3 separate regions of the Mus musculus genome follow, and regions 1 and 2 are each linked to region 3. The links are chromatin contacts, called in public Hi-C and HiChIP or PLAC-seq maps. All regions are on one chromosome and are shown on one strand. The core of a region is the stretch at or near the end of the contact, and the rest is flanking DNA. Distances in the headings are between cores, read along the strand shown.

Evidence for each region. Hi-C and Micro-C count contacts between places; a contact is called where the count stands out from the background. HiChIP or PLAC-seq counts read pairs in DNA pulled down with a chosen protein or histone mark.
Region 1: a contact with region 3 is called in a Hi-C map of colon epithelium, with 2.2 times the contacts expected there. The contact joins the enhancer-like site here to the promoter of Pycard in region 3. A contact is called at or near these places in 4 of 39 promoter capture datasets (the 3T3-L1 cell line, 3T3-L1-derived adipocytes, the HPC-7 cell line and 1 more), 1 of 15 datasets of contacts at CTCF or cohesin (the NIH/3T3 cell line), 6 of 484 Hi-C or Micro-C datasets (the HPC-7 cell line, bone marrow-derived macrophages, colon epithelium and 3 more), 7 of 115 datasets of contacts at active chromatin or transcription factors (CD8 T cells, the SCID.adh cell line, bone marrow-derived macrophages and 3 more) and 3 of 9 other capture datasets (adipose tissue, liver and pancreatic islet).
Region 2: a contact with region 3 is called in an H3K4me3 HiChIP or PLAC-seq map of bone marrow-derived macrophages, with 5 times the contacts expected there. The contact joins the enhancer-like site here to the promoter of Pycard in region 3. A contact is called at or near these places in 8 of 39 promoter capture datasets (the 3T3-L1 cell line, the C10 cell line, the HPC-7 cell line and 4 more), 3 of 15 datasets of contacts at CTCF or cohesin (CD8 T cells, the NIH/3T3 cell line and large pre-B cells), 23 of 484 Hi-C or Micro-C datasets (the G1E-ER4 cell line, the HPC-7 cell line, LSK cells and 16 more), 15 of 115 datasets of contacts at active chromatin or transcription factors (CD8 T cells, the HPC-7 cell line, the SCID.adh cell line and 9 more) and 3 of 9 other capture datasets (adipose tissue, liver and pancreatic islet).

The regions. Positions count from the first base shown.
Region 1 is chr7:128,027,926-128,032,946 of GRCm38.p6, forward strand. No RefSeq gene overlaps it. Among named protein-coding and RNA genes, the nearest start is that of Trim72, 26 kb to the left of the region's middle. Within about 2 kb of position 1,731, at least 10 of the 459 cell types and tissues checked have an H3K27ac peak or open chromatin away from gene starts, as enhancers often do. A contact at or near this core is called in CD8 T cells and colon epithelium, where this site is marked.
Region 2 is chr7:128,046,184-128,051,137 of GRCm38.p6, forward strand. No RefSeq gene overlaps it. Among named protein-coding and RNA genes, the nearest start is that of Itgam, 14 kb to the right of the region's middle. Within about 2 kb of position 2,903, at least 117 of the 459 cell types and tissues checked have an H3K27ac peak or open chromatin away from gene starts, as enhancers often do. A contact at or near this core is called in CD8 T cells, the HPC-7 cell line, the NIH/3T3 cell line and 17 more, where this site is marked.
Region 3 is chr7:127,991,167-127,995,938 of GRCm38.p6, forward strand. Pycard (PYD and CARD domain containing) reads right to left here and starts at 2,701. Exons shown (of 3, transcript NM_023258.4): 1 at 2,217-2,701; 2 at 1,949-2,005; 3 at 207-1,799. The coding sequence starts at 2,487. The coding sequence ends at 1,546.

The DNA.
Region 1 (5,021 bases), core at 481-2,980, 36 kb after region 3:
ACAGTGAAGGAGGCTTGGCTGGGCCTGCTGGCATAGCTAGCTTTTCAAGCTTCTTGGTCTCAAGTCTTCGCTTCATTGAGAGAGGCAGGGCAAAGAACTTCTGGGATCCTTGATGTTCCTAATCTTTCCTGCTGACCCGTGCCGATTCAGCTGAGGCCTGGCTGTCTCTGCTAGGTTGTGCCACCGCTGCTGATCCATGTTTGCTATCCCAACTCCACCATACTGGGCTGCCTAGTACATTAGTGAAGTGTTTGTGAGTGGATGGAGCTGCTGCTGCAGAATCCTGTGAACTGAACTGCTGATTTCCCTTCGACACAGATAGGATTTGCTCCAAAGAACCATTTCTAAACAGGTCTATTTCCCCTGTAGCCTTTCTTTCCCTCTAGCTCTGGTGGGTGGTGGGCTAGAAGGGAGGTTGAAACATTTAAGAACCATCATTAGAAGTAGGCGTTGAAAAGTGAAGACCACAGAGACAAATGCATTTGATGATCTTGATTAACTGTGAGCAGCAATTGGAGAGCATGCAATTAGCCAGGCTCCATCTGGGTGGCTCTTAACTTCAGTTGGCCATGCTTTATGCCTCACTAACCCATGGCTCCCTACTTCTCTCCACCTTTTCTCTCTCCTCATGGTTCTCCTCAGACACCAAGCCCGGGAGCCCCAAACCCCGCCTATCTCAATTCTGCCCAGCTATAGGCTGTAGGCATCTTTATTCGCCAATCAGTCATAACTTGGGGGGCAAGGTCACATAGCATCTCTTGGGTCTCTGTGCAGATTTTCTCCTCCTTAGGGGCAGCTAGGCCTTAGGGGCCAGCATTTAGCATTAGGATACGTAGCAAAAGACCAAACCTCAACAGATCATCCATTAAGAAAATGCATATCAGGTTGGCTCACAGGCCAACCTGGTGGGAGCAATTTACTCAACTGAAGCTCCCTCTTACAAAGTGACTTCAACTATGCTAACTTGATGTAATAAGTAGCCAGTACAGTTTGAAGTACTTTGACAAAATTTCTTCTAAGTGGAGGAGACCATTTGAGCCATTGTCCATGATGACGGAGAGCCCACATCATTTTCCCTTTCTGGACAGCCATTTCTCTGTCTGTATTGAGAAAGAACAGGCCTAGATTATTTTCCGAGATCTAGTTGCCTTCGTTGGTCCCTCCCCAAACAGATCCAGGACAAAGATTCCAGAGCAATGCAGGCAGGAGTGCTAGGCCCCACTGGTTTATTCATTAAGGTAGTTGAGTCATTTCTGCTGTGAGGGCTTGATTGGCCCTGCCTGAGCTAGGGGTTCTGGAAGAAACAGTGCGGCTTGGAGAAGAGTAGGTAAGTAGTGGCTTCTTGGACCATCAGGTCTTGCACTGGGTCCAGAGGGATGGGATGGGTTTCCCAGGAAAGATTATTTAGATGTGAGGACAGAATGTCTGAATTGGGAGGACACACAGTAGAGCAAGGACAGTGTCTTAGTTAGGGTTTCCCTGCTGTGAACAGACACAATGACCAAGTTTATAAGGACATTTAATTGGGGCTGGTTCAGAGGTTCAGTCCATTATCATCAAGGTGGGAGCATGGCAGCATCCAGGCAGGCATGGCGCAGGAGGAGCTGAGCATTCTACATCTTCATCTGAAGGCTGCTAGGAGAATATTGGCTTCCAGGCAGCTCAGATGAGGTCTGAAAGCCCACACCCACAGTGACACACTTCCTCCAACAAGGCCACAGCTGCTCTAACAGGACCACACCTTTTAACTCCCTGGGCTGAGCATATACAAACCATTACAGAGAGGCTAAGTCTAGGATACAAGAGGATGGCTCAACATGAGTTTTACAGAAACAAGATGGGACCAGATCTAGGGTCTAGAAAGCAATGGGTAGGAATCTGAGGTGAGGACCTGGCCGAGGGTGTGAGGGTTGAGCGCCAGGGTTCTGTGCTATTGGGAGGGACTAGAGCTTGCTGCCAAAAGCCTGTGCGGTGCTTTTGTCTCTGCCCTCAGGATTCAGGCAGCCTTTATTAAAGACATGGTCTTGCTGTGTAGCCTGGACTATCCTCTGCTCACTCTGTAGTTCAAGACGATGGCGAACTCCTGCCGTAGCCTCTTGAGCTAGGATTGTAAGCATGTGTTACCATGCCTGATCTTCTTTAATTAAAAAAATTGTTTGAGAATTTTTTTTTGAGAATTTCATATAATGTATTTTGATCATATTCATTACCCAGCTCTTCTCAGATCTATGTGACAGTCCCTACCACACAACTTTGTGTTTTCAATAAAACAAAACAAAACCAAACCTCTGGGTGGTCGTGGCATGTCCCTGTAATCCCAGCACTCCAGAGGGAGAGGTACTCTGAATTTGAAGCCAGCCTGGTTTACAGAGTGAGTTCCAAGACAGCCAGGGCTACACAGAGAAACCTCTCTCAAAAAATATAAATAACCAAAACCAAACCAACCAAACAAAAGACAAACCAAAACCCACCAAACCAAACCAAAAAAACAACCAATGAACCAACCGAAAAAAAAAAATCAAAACATTGAGTCCAGTTTGATCTAGCCATATATTCTTGGGTGTGTGGGCATTCGATGGAGTGAGTCAATCTCCCAAGGGTCTCTTCAGAAAAATTTAGCACTGATTTGGCCAGGCACTTATTGATAGGTGTAGAAATTGTACCATTTTCCACAGGGGTTAGTTTCCAAGATAGTGTGGCAAATTAAGGGCAGATAAAATGTGTTGCTTAATTAAAAAAAAAAAAGGTGTGTGTATGCAGATGCCAAAAGAGGTCTGAAGAGGGGTCTCCTGGGCGAGTCACTTAACACGGGTGCTGGGGACAGACCTTAGGTGCCCTGGACACGCAACAGATGCTCTTAACCTCTAAACCATCTCTCCTCCCCTTTTTCCTTTCTTTTTCTCTCTTTTATTTCTTTGCTATTTGTTTTGAGACAGGAATTCACTATGTGGCTTTGGCTGGCCTAGAACTCAGCTCAGGCTGGCCTCAAACTCACAGAGACCTGCCTGACTCTGCTTTTGAATGCTGGGATTAAAGGTGTGTGCCACCATGCCCGGCCAAATTTTCTTCTTTATTTTTAAAGATTTACTTGTATTATTTTAATGTGGGCATGCCTCTGTGTGTGTGTGCAGGTATCCACAGGCCAGAGGAGTTGGATCCCCTGGAGCTGGACTCACCCTATGTTGGTGCTGGGAACCAAACTCAGGTCCTTTGGAAGGGCTGTATGTGCTCCTAACTGTTGAGCTGTTTGTCATGTTTGCAGCGCCATAGAGGTCAGAGGAAGCATCAGATCCCCTGACACTGGCATTCCAGATGGTGATGAGCAGCCGTGTGAGTCCTGGGAACTGATCCCTGATCCCATGGAAGGTCAGGGAACTGTTCTTAAGTGCCAAGCCATCTCATCCCTTCAGCCACAGAAGTTGCTTTCTTAACTAATATCCCTGGAATCATTTTGTGAAGTCACCTCCCTTTTCAAGGTACCCACTCCAACCTTCTTTTGTTTCTTTTTGGCAGTGTTCGGAATAGAACCAGGGCCTCACACTTGGGAGTCTTCCTCTCTTAAGCTCTTTGCTTTCTTCGCTTTTTGCTTGTTTTTTTTTTTTTTTTTTTTTTTTTTTTGAGACAGGATTTCATGTCATTCAGCTTAGCCTCTAAACCAATTGTGGGCAAGGGTGGACTTGAACTTCCGACCCTCTTGCTCCAGAGAGCTAAGGCTTTGCTTTGTATTTGCCCAAGAAAAAAAGTCCTTGTCCCTGAACATAATGTGCTTTCATGCCCCTGCTTGAGCCAATTGCTTAAGTCACGGTGATAGAGCATACGAATTGGCCTATCAGCGCTTGACAGGTCCCGCCCTAGAGCTAGTGTAAGAGCCAAACTCAACCTATCAGTTCCACCGGCCCGAAGACCAGGTACCTTCTTGGAATGCTGGGAGTTGTAGTTCTTGGAAAATAACAAAGCCACATGGGCAATACCCTTGATTTGGGCTGAATAGTTTTTGTCCTGGAAAAGCCCATAGGACATGTGTCTTACTTATTGCCACTCACTGGGAACCAGGGCTAGACCTGAACAGGATCCATTCTTCTGGTCAGTGCTTAGTTAAAACTGGCTTCAAGTTTGTCTCAGAACTGTGGAACTGGTTTTTCTCTTTGTGAATCTCAGAATTAACGCTAGAGTTTCCAAACCACAGAGGCTTTCAAATGGAAACCAAGAGTCGCTGGGGTGGGAGAAATTGAAGCTGATGAAGGAATCACAGTGGCCAGCAGAAAATCAAAGTCGTGTTGTGGAGCTGGGCTGTGTGTTGGGTTCCAGGTGGAAGCCGAGAAAACTCACCTCAGAGACAGAAGCTAAAAAAGAGAGTTAAAAAACCTCACTTCAGAGACAGAAGTTAAAAATGAAAGCTTTATTTTCTGAGCACTCAGGGAGGTGGCCAGTTCTGGATTGAACCTTGGCCCTGGAAGAGGGTGGTGGGGGAATTGCAATCCAATTGTATTTTGACATTATGGGTTAAGCAAGGGAATATCTGTTGGAGACTGGGTTATATCCACAGCACTTGGTTTCAAGGTCCTTAATTTAGCTTTTGCAGTCAGGTCTCCTTCTGGACTTTGGCCTGGAGGCTTAGAATGATAAGTTAACAAAGGAGCAGGCAAGCTGCATGCAGCCAAGTAGGGCATAGCAGGGGCTGGTTGTATAGTTTTATAACTCATGCACCTTGGTCTAGATAACAGCAATTTCTATATTCTTTCCTGGTTAACAGACAACTAAGAAAACGCTTGGAAAAGTGGAATAGTGTTCATTTCTAGGCCTGGGAACATGAACTTGTTTGGCCATCCAAGCAAGATAAGGAAGTTGTCCTTGAGACGGCTGGACTCCGACAACTGTTTCCAGCAGAAGCTGTTCAGCTACAGGGAAGTCCCCAGGTCCCCCAGAGCCTGGAACCATGAATTTAGTTTCTCCCTGTGATTAAATGGAGTCTGGAAACAAAATGGTAGGACTTAGGCTAAGCTCCCTTTCCTTGTTTCTAA
Region 2 (4,954 bases), core at 1,653-4,152, 55 kb after region 3:
AAAGAGGCCAAGGTACAAAAGGAGCAAAGAGAGATGCATAACCAAAATGTATGGATTATATAGGGAAGAGACTCTGGGGAAGGGGCAGCCTAGACCCTGAGCTAGAAAGTTAAAGGTTAAGGGCGGGTGTGCCAGCCATACCCTGTAACAGGTAGAGACTGAGGGATGCTGGGAGACTCTGTCGGCCAGGTCTGCTTCGATATGTTAGATAGGCACCTCAGGTGGGTATCCTGGCTTTGGCACATAACATATATGTACTCCATTTTAATGATCTGTTCATTGCTTAATTAACATTTAGGTTATTTCTGTTTCCTAGTTACCATGAATGGAGCAGTGATGAACACAGTTGAGCAAGTATCTGTGTGTTTCTTATATAGCTTGGGGAAGGTTTTTTTTTTTTTTTTTTTTTTTTTTTTTTTTCCTATGATTTTGTGTTGTCTGTACAAGTGACTTGGGATTCTTCTCCCTCATAGATACCTGTAGTTGGACGGTTTGGTTTTCACGGTGTCCCACATTCCTGTGTGTTCCTTTCCTGTGTTTAATTTTTCGTCACATCTTGCTTACTGGCTTTGAGTCTTGATGTTCTGTCCTCTGCTTGGCTCATCCGACTTATAAGGCTCCCCTTCGGGTTTTCCAGTTGGGCCACTGGATTTTTCAATATCATCTTCATTTCAGCTCAAGTTCCTCTTCAGTTCTTCTACCTCCTTACTGAGTTCCACTCTCAAGTCCTGGGCTGTGTGCTTTCTGTTGTCCTTCTGATTGCACTATCCTGGGTACCACTCAGGCTCATTTCCCTCAAGTCCTCTCCTCTTACTTTCATTGAGCTGTTCCTTTGTGTCTCCTTTAAACTCCTTGAATTCGTTGATGAAGTCTATGCTTGTTCTCTTAAATTCTGTATTCTGAGGTTCATCTAGGAAACTCAATGGCAAACACTTTTACAGTTCTGGTGGGTTTTGGAGCAAAGATACTGGCTTGATCTTTCATATTGTTGGTAGTTTTTGCAATGAGATCTGGGCATTTAGGCTTCCTTTTAAAATTCTGAGTCAGCCGGGCATGGTGGCACATGCCTTTAATCACAGCACTCGGGAGGCAGAGGCAGGAGGATTTCTGAGTTCGAGGCCAGCCTTGTCTACAGAGTGAGTTCCAGGACAGCCAGGGCTACACAGAGAAACCCTGTCTCGAAAAACCAAAAAAATGTGTGCACCACTGTACTGACACTTTCAACTTCTTATAATAGATTTGTGTGTACCTTCTTGTCTTGTTTCTTAAGACAGGGACTTCACATGTAGCATTCGTGGTGTGCTCCCTAACACGCCATCTCCCTGAATTATCACAATCACCACATTATATTAATAACAAAATTTCCCTGTTTTTGACATAAGAACTAGGAGGTCCAGAGAGCAATGTTACCAAGGCCTGTACTGACAGGGCCGAAGACGTATCTTAGCAGTTAAGAGCACTGGCTACTCTTCCAGAGGAGTGGGATTCAGTTCCCAGCACTCATATCGTGGCTCTTTCTGAGGACCCGACACATTCTTCTGCCCTCCTCCAGCACCAGGCCCAGATGTGGTGTATAGCCATTCATGCTGGCAAAACACCCACATACATAAAAAAATACAATAAAAAAAATCACATACTTATAGAACTAGGGTTTAACACCTCCTCCCAAGTTTGGCTCATATTCTGTGTTATTTACTGCTGTATGACTGTGACCAAAAGATCTGACTTGTGGCTTCAGGGACCAAACTATCTGACTTCTGGCTCCTGGTTTCAGAGCATCTCAGCAAGGTAATGAGTAGCAGAGAGTGAAGCAGAGGCCGCTCAGATCACAGAGAAACGGGAAATGGAGCCTCAGACTCTTGATTTCCTGTCTCAGCCTTCCAAGTACTGGGATTATAGGTGAATAGCTTTATGTTTGTCATCCTCTGTGATTTACAAGATAAAGACCGTGAGGAGCTTTGGCCGTTTGTATAAATAACAAACCATTCGAACCTAAGCGTGATCTGGTGTATCTTTACTGGTCAAATCATTCAGCTGCCAATGCTGTGTGGCCTTGTTTTATGCGCCGATCCGCAGAAAGTGATTGAGAAGATAGGTCAGATCGTTAGTGACTGGCGATGAAACAAGTCATGCCAGTGAGGGGCTGAATTGTTTGACCAGTAAAGATGTACATGTGAACACACACATACAAATGCATCTATGGACACACACATGTACACATACATATGAACTGCCAGTACTTGGGAGACAGAAGTGTGTAGATCTCCGGGAGTTTGAGGCCAGCCTGATTTTAGATAGTGTGTTCCAGGACAGCTGGGGCTACATAGTGAGACCCTGTCTCAAATCAACTACAACAACAATTATAACTATAACACTACTACTACTACAACTACTATCTCTACTACTATTACTATAACTACTACTACTACTACAATTACCATTACTACTATAACAACTACAACAACAACTACTACTACTACAATGACTACAACAACAACTACTACAACAATGACTACAACAACAACTACTACAATAACAACAACAATTACTACTACTACTACTACTATGACGACGACTTCTACAAAAAGAGGTAAAAGGACTAATCTCTGAGCTCTTCTACTTGGAAAGAAAGAATTGGGCAAAGAAACCAAGAAGGAGGAACCAAGGTAGCAGAGACAGCGCTGTGGGGTTTCAGTTGGCAACTAAACAAATTAGTTACAGAAAGTAGTGAGGAAGTGTCAAAGGGTCTGAATCACTAAAGATAAGGACAAGGAACTGAAGGCTGCAGTAAGCCTCATTGGCTTGGTGACCTCTGAAACTGTTTGGTAGGGAAGGGGCTAGGATGGGGTTCGCATGCTTAGAAGGAATTTTAGGGCGAAAACCACACAGCGGATATAGACAACTGCTTTGGAGAAGTTTTGCAAAATGGAAGTGAAACCAGGGCAGTGGTTGATGAGGGAGGTAGGGCCAGATATGGGCTTCTTGCTTCTCTTTGGGAGAAATGTGCTATTCTTGATGGTAGTGTCAGGTCTCCCTTGCCTTTTCTTCATAAAAGTTTGATACATTCATTTATATTTTATCTGTTTGTCTCTCTGTGTGCATGTGTGTGTATGTGTGTGTGTACATGTGGGTATATGTGTATGTATATGTGTGTGTATGTGTGTATGCCCACTTGTGCTGAGATATATGTATTTGTGTCTGTCTGTCTGTCTGTCTGTCTGGGAGTCTGTTATCTCTTTCAGCCGTGAGGATTGCACTGCGGATGTTAGGCTTTTACCCACTAAACCATCTTGCTGGGTTTTTTTTTTCTTTTTTTTTTCAGCAGATCTTCTGTATTCCAGGCTGGCCTTTATATGAGTGGTGTAGCCAAGGATGACCTTGAACTTCTGACCCTCTGTCCTCATCTCCAGAGTGCTGGGATGATTGGTGTGTGTGCTACCACACCTAGCTGTAATTCCTTTCTTTTCCCTTTCTTTTAGATTGATTTATTATTTTAGTTATTTATTTGTTGTTATTATTGTAGGTTTTCTACATAGCCCTGGCTGTCCTAGAGTTCACTCTGTAGACTAGGTTGGCCTCAAACTCACAGAGATCCACCTGCCTCTGCCTCCTCAGTGATGGAATTGAAGGCATGAGTCCCCATGCCCATCCTATTTTTCCTTCCTTCCTCCCTCCCTCCTTCCCCCCTCCCCCCCCCCCCCGTTAGAAAGCAATGATGCTTATTTATCATCATACATTCAGTTTTTTTTCCCACTTCCCTTTCTCCCTCTTGCTCTGGCCCCTGCTTGCTCCGACCCCAACTCCCTCCAGCCCCATTTGCTGGGTGGTTGTGAGCCACCATGTGGTTGCTGGGATTTGGACTCATGACCTCCAGGAGAGCAGCTGAGCCATCTCACCAACCCCATCCTATTTTTCTTATTTTACATTGTGTTATATGTGTGTCTTCATGTGGGTGTGCGCATATGAGTGCACACACCTGTGGAAGTCAGACCAAGCTGGGGGCCTCTGCAACATCAGTCTGTGCTCTCAACTTCTGAGCTGTCTTCAGCTGTTTTTCTTTCCTTTCTTTTTCTTATCTTTCTTCCTCTCTCTCTCTCTCTCTCTCTCTCTCTCTCTCTCTTTCTTTTGAAAGAAGCTCTGGCAAGTTTTATAGCAAAAGAGCTTCCTTGGTTCACTGTTTCTCAGTCTGCTCTGATGTGTTTTTAATGGAAGAAAGAAATAAAAAAGCACATGAGTGTTCCTGGGTTTGGTGGAGGAGGGGAGCATACATGGTTTGTTGTATACATGAGGGGAGCATAGCCAGAGGCAGGGACATCTGGGAGAGTCCAGAGAACATCACCAGACTGAGCTGGACCGTGTGTGTGTGTGTGTGTGTGTGTGTGTAGGGGTTGGAGAGAGAAGGGGATCAAGTGTGGCAGCCAAGAGTGCAAGGACACAAAAGGGGCAGGTAACCAAAATGGCTGGGTCATATAGAGAAGAGCCTCTGGGGGAAGGGCAGCTCAGGGCAGGACCATGGACCAAAACATGGCCCAAGGCAACATCCAGGTCCATGGGCATCAACACGGCCCTGGAGCTTCATCCTAGCCTGGGGCAACAGTATGGACCACTGATACCAGCATGGCCTCCAGGGGAAGTACAGATCATACTGTACAGATGAGGAGGTCCACGCCAGGAAATGAATCATTCTTCATCTCACACATCCTGTTGTTGGGCAGAGCCAGAGTGATGGTGTGGCTGGGCAGTGTGTTAGAGAGGCAGTCTGTGCAAGCCCCAGGCTGCTGCATGCCACCCTGCTGACCCTATTGGGTAACAACACGCCCCTCCAATGACCACACCCTTCTCCCACAGCTGTCACAGCTGTGGCCCCTCTACTTCCGCCTCTCTCCACCTCACATGCACTGTTCTGTTACTCCATCTTTTCCCCCCTCCCAGCACATATCCATTCATTGTAGTG
Region 3 (4,772 bases), core at 1,451-3,950:
CCATCCAACCCCATCATCTCTCATACAGTTTTCCATATGTACCCCACTGTCTGTTCACACTTGGCACCAAACACTTGGATTACAACTCATGGAAACCTTGAAGTCTACTTGTCTCAGCATGCTCAAAGCATGCACAAACACTGGCTCAGAGAATATTACTTTTCAGTATCTCTAAGACGAAATAAACCATTGCCACAGTGTATTTTCACAAAGGACCCTTCTAATAGACTGTGCATACCAATAAAAGGCAACCTTTTTTGTCCTCTCCAATCACTAATAAGATTTCACGTGAACTTGTTAGGCCTTTGATCCCAGGCCTATTTAAGACAGGGATCTAGGGGTCAAGTGAGATTCAAAAAATTCCATAGGTAGGACCATAAATAACACTTGGAAGAGTAGCTACTGGACTGGGGATGAAACTCGGTTGTAGAGAGCTTCGTTCACCCTGGTTTTGTCTTCTGTCCACTGAATGATGGCAATACCTGTTAATCTCAGCACTGCTGAGAGACCTGAAAGTACAGATGAGAGAAACAGAATGGCCCTGAAGCTCACAGCCCAGAGTTAGTATGCAGCAAAAAGAACAGGAACTCCTCCCTACCTCAAGGTAAGAAACAGAACTCTGGAGTTTGTCTTCAAGCTTCTGTGCAGACATGCACCCGTGTTTATATTCACACAATACGATCTTCATTTCTTTAAAGGATAAGCCCTTGGGGTTGGAGAGATGATTCTGCAGTCGTAACGACTGCTTTTTCCAGGGGAAACCCATGTTAAATTCCCAGCATTGTGTGGAGGCTCAGCCAGTAACTCCTGTTCCAGGGGATCTGATGCCCTCTTCTGGCTTTGGTTGGCATTGCATGAAATGGTGCACACATATGAACAGCCCCACCCCCAAAATCCACACATAATTAAAAAAAAAAAAAGGCTTGGGCTGGGCATGGTGATACATGCATTTAATCTCATAACTCAGGAGGCAGAGCTGGGCAGATCTCTTGAGTTAGGCCAGCCTTGTCTAGACAGGAGTTCCCAGAGCCCAAAGTCTTCTACGGACTGGTTTGTTTCTAGGTGCCTTTCTAAGCCCCATTGCCTGTTTTTTTTTTGTTTTTGTTTTTTTGAGATAGGGTTTCTCTCTGTACCCTTGGCTGTTCTGGAACAGCCTCCTCTGCCTCCTGGTTGCTGGGATTAACCATTACCTGGTTCCCATCCCCCCCTCTCGCTTTTTAGCTTGACCTGGATAATGTTACATGTGTTCTCAAAGGTAGCCTTTTGGGATAATATGGGAAAAGCTCCCAAATGGGGAGCCAGGAATCATTTGAGAAGCCTTTGCACTAGAATGGAGAAGCCATAACTTGGGTCTGTGGAATTTAGGTGTTGGAGACTGATTTGTGCATGTTTGGTATATGTTCTACCACTGGGCCACATATGGCCTTTGGAAATGTAGCTTAGCTCAGCAAAAACATCCCAGAGAGTAAACACAAATACAAATTGTTTTTTCAAAAATTGTGTATACAAAGTCAGGAGCTAGATAATGTAGCTGGAAAAGATACCTCAGCTCTGCTCCAGGTCCATCACCAAGTAGGGATGTATTTCCTTCAAGGCCTGGAGGAGGGAGTCCTTGCAGGTCAGGTTCCAGGATGGAACAAAGCTGAAGAGCTTCCTCATCTTGTCTTGGCTGGTGGTCTCTGCACGAACTGCCTGGTACTGTCCTTCAGTCAGCACACTGCCATGCAAAGCATCCAGCACTCCGTCCACTTCTGTGACCCTGGCAATGAGTGCTTGCCTGTGCTGGTCCACAAAGTGTCCTGAGGGTGGAAGTGAAAGCAGTGTTTAAAACTGCTTCAAAATTTACTAACGCAGTTTTAGGGGTTGGAGAATCAAGGAAAGCCACCCACCATGACTACATAGGCAAAGATAGGCTGTGCAAGGGTGTGGTAGGGTGGGGAGGCCTCACCTGTTCTGGCTGTACTCTGAGCAGGGACACTGGCTGCAGCTGCCACAGCTCCAGACTCTGCAAAGAAATGCCAGGTGGATCTTTATCAACAGACTTTCAGGGGTTCACTCCCACTCCACCCACGGTGCTAAGTTCAAGGCTACAAAGGGAAGATTTTTTTTTTTTTTTTTTTTTTGGCTATGGCAGGAGGAACAGTTAAGCGCCAAAGAGGCAAGCCTCTGCTGGTGTGCAGGAAGTTGAGGGTAGACGAACAAGGGGACACACTCACCTTCTTTAGTCGTTTGCAGCTGCTCAGCCAGCTCCTGTAAGCCCATGTCTCTAAGCACAGTCATTGTGAGCTCCAAGCCATACGACTCCAGATAGTAGCTGACAAGTTTGTCAGTGAGATCTATGGCGTCCATCTGCAGCAGGGCCCCGCGTGGGATGCGCCCATAGCCTTCTCGCAGTTGCACTGTCAGCAGCTTCATCTTGAACTTTTTGAGTTCATCCCCTGACAAGTTTTCAAGAGCGTCCAGGATGGCATCTCGTGCCCGCCCCATGGCTCTGGGGTGGGCAGCCGCGGTCACCTTTTACTCTTGCTGCTGCTCGCCTGCTGCAGCCTGCCTGCTGCCAGCCCGCCAAGACCAGGAAGTCAGCTGCTTAGGCCGATGGGCATGCTGGGACTCCCCCACCCTCTTTTCTTACAGCTCCTGTTCTTTCCCCAGCAAACTAGTTTTGGTTTCCGCCCCTAAGACTTTCAGACTTGGCTTTTTGGCTAGGCTGAAGAAACTAGGTGGAGGTGGGTTGGTGGAGGAAGTGGGGTGGGGACAGAGGGTGGAGCTAAGTTGTTACTCTGGCAGGTCCGGAGATGCTGAGAGACTCAATAGAGCTTACTTGCAAACCAGCTGTTGCTGAAAAGCAACCTGTTTCTGTTGAGTTTCTTGGAGCATAGAGGTTTAGAATCTTGGAAATCTAGACGCCCCAAATTTTGTTTCCCCAGATCTTAGGATCCACTCACATGCCATTGAATATTAGAATTTTAACAGCTAGAACACTAAGCCCCTTGAATTCCACAGATTTGGACAAAATGAAGTGCGAAAGAGAGTGACTATGTCTTCACCTTAGTTTCTTTCAGCTAAAAGTTTTTGTCACTCCCATCTCTCAGCCTCACATCTGCTAGAAGGTGGGGGACCTGGGCTCATGATGGGTTGGGTTGGAAGGGCTAAGGCTTCTTGAAACCTTACCAAATGCCCCAGCTATTAAATATTTTGTAGTGTGATGACAACTGGAGTGTAGAGACCTGAGTAGACAGCTAGCTACCCCCTTACTCCTGGGCTGGTTAGGATGACCTTGGAGCCTGCTCTGTACCCAGAATTCCTAACTGGCTTTAAACATGGCTGGGGGTCTACTGGTCCATCCCAGTTTTGATCTAGTCAGTCTTGTTTTATACCACACTGCCAGTTTACCCTTATCTTCAAGCTCAGTTCCTCTGGAGTTGCTTTTTCAATTCTTTGCACATGCTGTTCCCTAAACCTTGAAATTGCTTCTCTCTCAGACAAATGCTTGGCTCCTCAACCCTCAGGTTAAATGTTACTTCCTCCGAGAGTCCAGTCTTAAGAGTCCTCCATCTACCCATCTAGATCATATTGCTGCTAGTGAACAAAGCTACTTTTTTGTAGCTCTTGTGCTTTTGTGGGGGAGGGGAGGCTAGGGAGGTTGTTATAATGCCCAGCATGTGCCAAGGGCCCGCTACCTAGTCACCACTTAATGCTTTGCCTATTTATTTACTTTAGATAACCTTGTTGTGTAAGCTAGGCTAGTCTTGAACTCCTGATCCTTTTTGCTCAGCCCCCTGACTGGTTGGAATTGGAATAGCAGGTGTATTCTACCACATCTGGCTTAAGGAGCCTCCCTCCTCTATACAGGATGCCATTCTGTAGCCCTGGCTGTCCTGGAACTCGAGATCCACGTGTCTGCATCGCAAGTGCTTGGATCAAGGTGTGTGCCACTAGGACCAGCAGAGTTTTAACTCTTGACACTTTACAACTATGGATTAAGTTTGCAGGGTGACAGAGTGTCCATCCTTGTGGCATGGTATACCAGCAGCAATTGTGGTGAGATAGCCAGTGTACCTTGACTCATGGCTTATGGTTCCTCATTGATCCCTCCATAATTTTCAGATCATTATGGCCATATATGCATCTTACAGCCTACACAAAGGATGTTGTCCCTTTCCTACTCCTATGAGTCCCCAGATTCCTCAGAGTCAAATGTCATTACTAAGTAATTTTCAACTCTTCTTTAGGCTGGGATCCTCCATAAGTGTCACTTACATGCTTTTTGACAGTCCTTTTAATGGGAAAGATAGCCATGTACAAAAGGGACGATGGACTCAAGAGCACCTTGGTCTGATAACTTATCAGCTTAGCTTCTGTCTTTTTAAAAATAACTGGTCAAACCTAGGGCCTCGTGCATTTATTTGTTTCATTTCTGTTCCCAACATGACTTTCCCTGCTATTTTACCCTCTGTTTTCTCCCCATGATGTTCTTCCATGTCTCTGCCACAGTTTTTATAATATGATGTGTCTACTTTTTCTAGAGTCTGAGAACTTAAGAGCAGAAACCAGATCTGGACCATCTCTGGCCAATACCCAGCATAGGGCTTGTCACTGACTTAGCCTTGAGGGGCCTTCATAGAATGACAAAAGTCCTAATCCTAGAATCGTAGAAATATACGAGAGACAGAGGCAGGAGGTTTTGCCCCATGCACAAAACTGAGGCGAGGTGCAAGAGTCTGATTTGCAAAGAATGATACCCCAGATTCAGATAGTATGCAATAGCAAAG